Regions from separate parts of the Danio rerio genome. Here region 2 is linked to region 1. A link is a contact called in public HiCAR-type data. All regions are on one chromosome and are shown on one strand. Each heading gives the region's core, a stretch centred on a gene start, on an enhancer-like site or on the middle of the called end of the contact. The rest is flanking DNA. Distances are from core to core; before and after follow the strand shown. Region 1 holds the start of asb13a.2 (ankyrin repeat and SOCS box containing 13a, tandem duplicate 2). Region 2 holds the start of net1 (neuroepithelial cell transforming 1).

Region 1 (3,282 bases), core at 44-2,543:
AGTTTATGAGGTAAAACTTGATGGTTAAGCATCAATATATAAGCCAGATATGGAAAGACAACCTTTTTTATTTACTTCAAGTAAAATGTAATAAATAGTAATTTATGTAGTAAACATAGACGGTATATTTTGCTGCCTTTTTATAAAAGTTTTATTAACTAGTTGTATTCATTCAAGATAGTCATCACCTAACATCTTTAAGATAAGTAAAATAACACATTTTAAATTAAAATAGGGTGTAGCAAAAATTATTATACATTACTTAATCTAATATTTTCGATAGCCGCCTTGATTTTTCCTGTTAATTAGTTATATGTTATGCTTTCATGGTGTTTGTTTATGTGTGTGTATGAATGTATATATTTATAAATTTCCCTCAAATTACAACCGAATAAGCTGTATTGAGGATATATATCATGGATTTATACCATAGGTAATGACCTTACTGTTATTCAATGTCATTTTATTGTCATGCTAACAGTATAGACCATTTCAATCATGTGGTGATGCCATTGGTCCACGAATGTGTCCTGCTTGTTTTCAAACTATTTTAATAACTGCAACAAGAGGAAATTCAATCATATCTTAACATTATTGGTCAATATGTGGATCTTTTAGGATTCTTGGAAGCTATGGAAATTATATGTATAACGTTAAAGCAGGAAATAGGACCATTTTTATTGTTTACATCCCCCAAAATGGTCTATAGTTGACATCATATTAAAGAGCAATCCCAGCAAGCATTTTTGATGTCTAATAGACGTCTAAACAAAGTCCTCTTGACTAAAACAATGCTAAATTTGGGCTGTCCATGAAAATCTAATTGACATTAAGAAAAAGGCCATATCTAGACTAGTCATCAAGTTAACAGAAATGAATGACTACACATATAGTCTCAAATCTATTAAACGACTGGTCTAGTTTTGGGCTATTCTTAGACGTATGTTAGATTTTCACTGGCAGTCCAGGTTTAGCCTTGTTTTAGTCAAGCTTTCTACGTTTAGATGTATATTGAATACAAAATTGTTTGCGGGGATATTATGTGAAATATTCTAATATGTTTACAAACGGGACAACACGCCGCTGACTGACATTGCGGCGACACGCTTTCCTCTTGGACTTACCGATGTCACCAAAAAAATACGGTCTTGCTGTTTCCACTTCCATCCCAGTTTAAGTAAACTGATAGACAGTACAATTTAAACTTAAGACAGTCAGCCAGCTAGCTAATTGCAGCAGGAATTGTTTGCGTTTAGAAACGCGGCATATGCATCACGTGACCTGCTCTGTTTTGGTACTACACGCGACGTTTGTCCTTGACGCGCTCGACTGTGAATGCTGGGAGTTGTAGTTTATAGCGAGTGAAGAGCTGTCGACAAAAAGTGTTTGGACAAATAATAAATGAATCCCAGTGCATTAGTCACAGATACAAGCTAAGCAAGATTTTTTTCAATACCATTATAAATATTTAATGCATAAAAGACATTTTATAGAGGTTGGTAGTTAAAATATCACAAAAAGTTCTAAATATGTGTGAAAAGCAGTTGTACATTTGATTTTAACAAATATAATTTGCTTTTAGGGCCTCTTAATTGATAACTACGACACAATTTATAACATATATTTATTAATAATTATAATAAGACAATGTGGCACATTCAGAAGAAGTATTATTAATACAAACAACTTCTTAGGACCATATTCAGATATGTAAACTGTAGACCTACATTTTTCTGGATATATTATGTGGGTTAAATGTTAATATGTGTGGTATTATATAATGTATTCTGTAACATTTCTTCCAAATTTCAAATAAAATTAATGCATTAAATCAAATAAACAGCAGCTTCAGTAAATTATTGAGAGATGTCTGGATGCAGACCCGGTGCAGTGCAATCTGAGTTGCATCCAATGCTTTTTAATGCGCTCACCAAACCCCACAATCTCAGCTTGCATCATAAATGCTGCATCCAGATACCATTAAAATTAATAGATGTCTGTCTCTTGCAAAATTAAGACTCCACAAAATGTAATACACAAGTCTATTCAGAACTGATCAATGATTTAAACATGAGGTAATCAATGATGCGCTGTGAAATGTCTAGTTTGGGGATCAGCTCCATTGCTCTGGTGCCCACCATAGTCCTTATGATGATACGACACAGCTGCTGCAGAGACAGAGGGTTACCTACAAAAATAATACAAATAATAAAATACAAATGCACAGTCAATTAAACAATGCGAGACTTCTCATAAGATATCCCACATACAAAACTTCAACATACTGCCATATTGAAGAAGACAAAGATTAGTAGGAGAATCTGGCTTTGTGTAGTCTCTAGGTATATGATCCAAGTTATCACTTATGTTGACATCTCCACCGAACTCCACCAGCAGCTCCACCAGATCCTCTCTCTCCGCTCTCGCCGCATGATGCAGTGCCGTCTCATGGAACTTTGTGGCATTCACTTTTGCACCTTTGAAAAAAAAAGAAGAAGATATCGCAAAATTAGTGAGATCACAATGGTGGAATTTATAATGTGATAAGATAGCTTAAAGTACAAATTAAATATGATTTTGTAAGCTCACATTGCTAGTTTTGTGGGGAACAATTCATATAAGCAATGGCATTAAGAAAAAAAATAGTTTGCCCTTGTAATCTAAAATTAAAATCTGAACATGCGCTTTCTATTTGTTTTTAGTTCAGTTCTCAGATTATTCTGTCTGAGCTATCGGCCGTGGTTAAGATACATAACCACGCCCCTCCAACTGTCAATTTTGACAACAACCCTTTTCCCCTAAATATAATACATCCAATCAGCTTGCAGTCCAAAAAAAAAAAAAACAGCCACGCCTACTTATCTAATTTAACATTCCATTTCTCTACGAACTGTGCCCCAACACAAAAAAAAAGGTTGCAACTTCTGGTTCATGCAGACTTTGAAATTATTGATACTCAAAACCATTTTTGATACTACAAAAAACATTGCATTGCCACAGATTTTATTTAAATTACAACATTTATGCAGTTCCTAATTTATATATTTGAAAGAGTGATAAATGGACAAAGCTGAACTGTGGCAAGAGAGACTAGACTTAAAATCCATATTTTTTGTCAACACAATGCAACAGAAGTGGTTTATATGAAGGCAAAGGCCTCTAGATGACACTTACTTTACCAAAATAAAATATGATCATGCCTTTATTTTTAATTATTTAATTAGAAGAGTAAGGTCTGACTTTGCTTAGACAAAAGTATTGTCAGTTAACAGAAAAAAAAAA
Region 2 (3,087 bases), core at 182-2,681, 97 kb before region 1:
ATTCTTGTTGTGTTATACATGAATATTATGTTGCGGTCACATAACCAAATATGGCTCATAATTTACGAATGTCTAATATACGGTAATTGTGGCTAAGATGGGTCACGGATTAGTTATGAAACTTGAGAATATCTTTTAAACTGATCATCACCTAATTGGTAATTAACACTAAGCAGTGGAAGGTGTCCTGATGCAAACACACACTACTGCATGTCCTGTTTCACACTCTTGTATTGACACAGGAGGGTTAGCGTAGAGTCTGCACATCGTTCATCTCCATTTGCTTAGCATGCACTCCTGCCTTTTTCACACTTTTTAACACAAATCTTTAAAACACGCTGACACTTCATGATGGTCCATTTGCGTTGCAAAAGTTAATACCGCTGCTGACAGTGTGGGAAGGCAGCAGTAGTCTTTTGCTAATAATACCCCTAAGGTTTTTGGTCACCCAAATGGCTGCACGGTTTTGTGTATGCTGAGAAAAATGGATTGAGAAAAGTGTCTTTTGTTAAGCAGGATTTGTCTTGCTCAGTTTCTGGTTCGGACCACTGAAACTTTTTGTGACACATCAGACCTCCTTACACACCTTCCAATACACAGACAACCACCAGTGCTCTGTGTGCATGTGACCCCCTCTGCCCTGATTGATATTGTAATTGATCCCCCCCCCCTCCCCTGCTGATGAGTGACTGATAACGACCCAGTTCTTCATTAGGCAGATCTCAAAGCAAATATGCCTGTACTTTACACCCTTCATACAATTCAAAAGACAGACATAAAGCAATCCACATTGCAAACAGAAGCAGACTTGCTTTCACTCACCCAGAAGCTGGACTTTTTGCTTTCTATTTTATCTTAAAAGCTTGCGCTGAAAATCTTGAGAGTTTTGGCTGGTTTATGTGTTTTGAAAGCCGCCAGTTCTTAGGATTTCAATCTACAAGATTTAATGACAGAGTTTTAAAGATGAAAAGCATTGTCAAGTTTTTTTTTTTACAAAAAGTTTACAAGCTTTGTTTTATGTACAGCTCTCCAGCTTTGTTTTGATACTATGTTTCTGATTTATTTTTATCTGGTAGACAAAGTTTTGCTTCGTTGATAAGAGGTATCAGAGATAGTGAGGTTTTCTCAGACTTTGTCTGTTCAGAGATTTTTACATATCCCTCCTCCATCCTCTTCCCATTGGTGAGCTTACATTCTAACTCCACCCTTTCAAAACTCTATATGAGCACTCCCTACCGCTCACATCCCTAGAACAAAGTTAGAGATTGTTAGAGCACACACACACACACACAGTGTGTTTAGAAGTTAGGAAGCTCCGCTCAGGCGGACAATCACGAGTTGGGGGGACGTTGATGTTTTCAGTCCCGTTATGTTACATCACGCTTTTATTTAAGAACTACTTGTGGATTACTGTCAACCCTTGGAAATAACAGAAACCAGTCAGTGGATTTTACTGAAAGAAATGGTGGCTTACGATGAACCTTGTGTGGTACCTATCAAACGGACTTTACAAAAGATAGACTACCAGAACCAGGCGTACAAAGAACTAGAGGTGAGATCCAAAGGCTATTCATCACAAATTCTGGCTTGTTTCTTTTGGTTCTTTGTTTTCTGCATGTTTGAGTTTCTTTTATTTCTTGATCAACGAATTCCGAACCTTGTCCTTTAGTTATCTCATACACACACTGCAGGAGTAAGAACCACAGGTGTGTTTCTCAAAGGTGTGAATGTAGGTGAAACTTTACCAAGTCTTTGAGTAAATCAGTCAGGATAAAGGTTTTACCTTATGTACTCATTGAATTAATGGGTTATGTTTTAACCAATTTTTAAAAATGTCTCACCCATTGTGGGGGTTAACGGCACCTATACTGGAAGTGTTAAACTTGTTTGTTTGGCTATAAACCTGGGCAGAAGATTTAACCCTATAATAATGGTGTGAGGAACTCCTTAGGGCTTTTTTGAAGGTTTGAGAGCATGCAGAGATGAAAAGCATTCCAGGTGTCTAAAAACATAGGTGTCATGGCAATAGCCCAGGTGTGCCAGAGCCCAGTTTTGAGCATTTAAAATGCATTGAACGAAAAGGACAAAGGCTTTAATCTTACTTCCCTTCAGTAGGTTGCTATTCCTATTTGTGATTTTTATTCTGAATCAGAAGTGTACACAGAAAGGGTTTAATTGTCGGTAAGGCTAAAGCAGAAGTAGCAATTTATGAATGAATCAGGAGATTTTAAGGAAGTTGTGGCTCAAGGCTGAGGCACACTGCTTTAGGGAAAAACTGTTCATTTGGTTCCCTTAATTTTTACATCAACTTTTATTGCCATGCAATAGTATGCATGGCTTGCCATTCATATTTTTAATTTTAATATTCCTGTCAGTCACGGGGATTTTGAAAAAAGAGCATAAACAATACTATAAATTTGCCATTCTTTTCATTTAAACATGATCATGACAATAATGATTTATTTAAACATGATAAAGACAAACTGTACTTCAAACAGAAAGTAATTTTTAGATCACGGCCAACTATTAGTGACAATTTTGTCCCTGAAGTTTAGCCAAGCAAACAAACAGACATTGTTACACAGCAATAGTCTAAAATTGAGTTCCTGTGGGGGAGGCATACCCCTGCTAAGTTATCCCAATCTGACTCTCCCAGGGGGTCCCTAAGAGTCAACAAAACTAGAAATTGCCACAATCTATCTGTCTGTCTGGCTTTATGTTTCTCTTTCCACTGGATAATCTATCACATTTAAAGAAAGCAAAAATGGGAGTGTTTGTTATTCCAGATTTTCCCTAAAAAGGCAGTGGGCAGCAGCAATACAGCAATTATTTGAATGGAGTCACTGATGTTTCACACAGGTAGTGTTTGAATTTAGTTTTGGGTCTGATTGCTTCCTTTGTGGTCAGTCTCCTCATCATCTTATGTTTGTGGCCACCGGTGAAGAAGGTTCAGATGTGGTCTTCATGTTTACTTGCATGACTTAACAAAGAAGGATGAGGCAGACGAGTCTGGGTGGCCAGGTCCAGCTAGGCATGGACCACAGTTGCGACTTAAGCCATAGATTAGCTCAGCAACTGTCTCTGCCA

What was found. HiCAR-type assays count read pairs that join an accessible place to other places.
Region 2: a HiCAR-type map of caudal fin shows a contact between it and region 1, with 3 times the contacts expected there. The contact joins the promoter of net1 here to the promoter of asb13a.2 in region 1. A contact is called at or near these places in 7 of 18 Hi-C or Micro-C datasets (caudal fin, embryo, fibroblasts and 2 more) and 2 of 4 datasets of contacts at active chromatin or transcription factors (caudal fin and embryo).

What each region holds. Positions count from the first base shown.
Region 1 is chr4:12,052,023-12,055,304 of GRCz12tu, reverse strand. It overlaps asb13a.2 (ankyrin repeat and SOCS box containing 13a, tandem duplicate 2), which reads right to left and starts at 1,293. Exons shown (of 7, transcript NM_001126110.1): 1 at 1,125-1,293. The coding sequence starts at 1,167. It overlaps asb13a.1 (ankyrin repeat and SOCS box containing 13a, tandem duplicate 1), which reads right to left. Exons shown (of 6, transcript NM_001002528.1): 5 at 2,286-2,477; 6 at 1,611-2,188. The coding sequence ends at 2,043.
Region 2 is chr4:12,149,776-12,152,862 of GRCz12tu, reverse strand. It overlaps net1 (neuroepithelial cell transforming 1), which reads left to right and starts at 1,431. Exons shown (of 9, transcript NM_001007767.1): 1 at 1,431-1,552. The coding sequence starts at 1,463. It also overlaps a transcript of asb13a.2 not described here.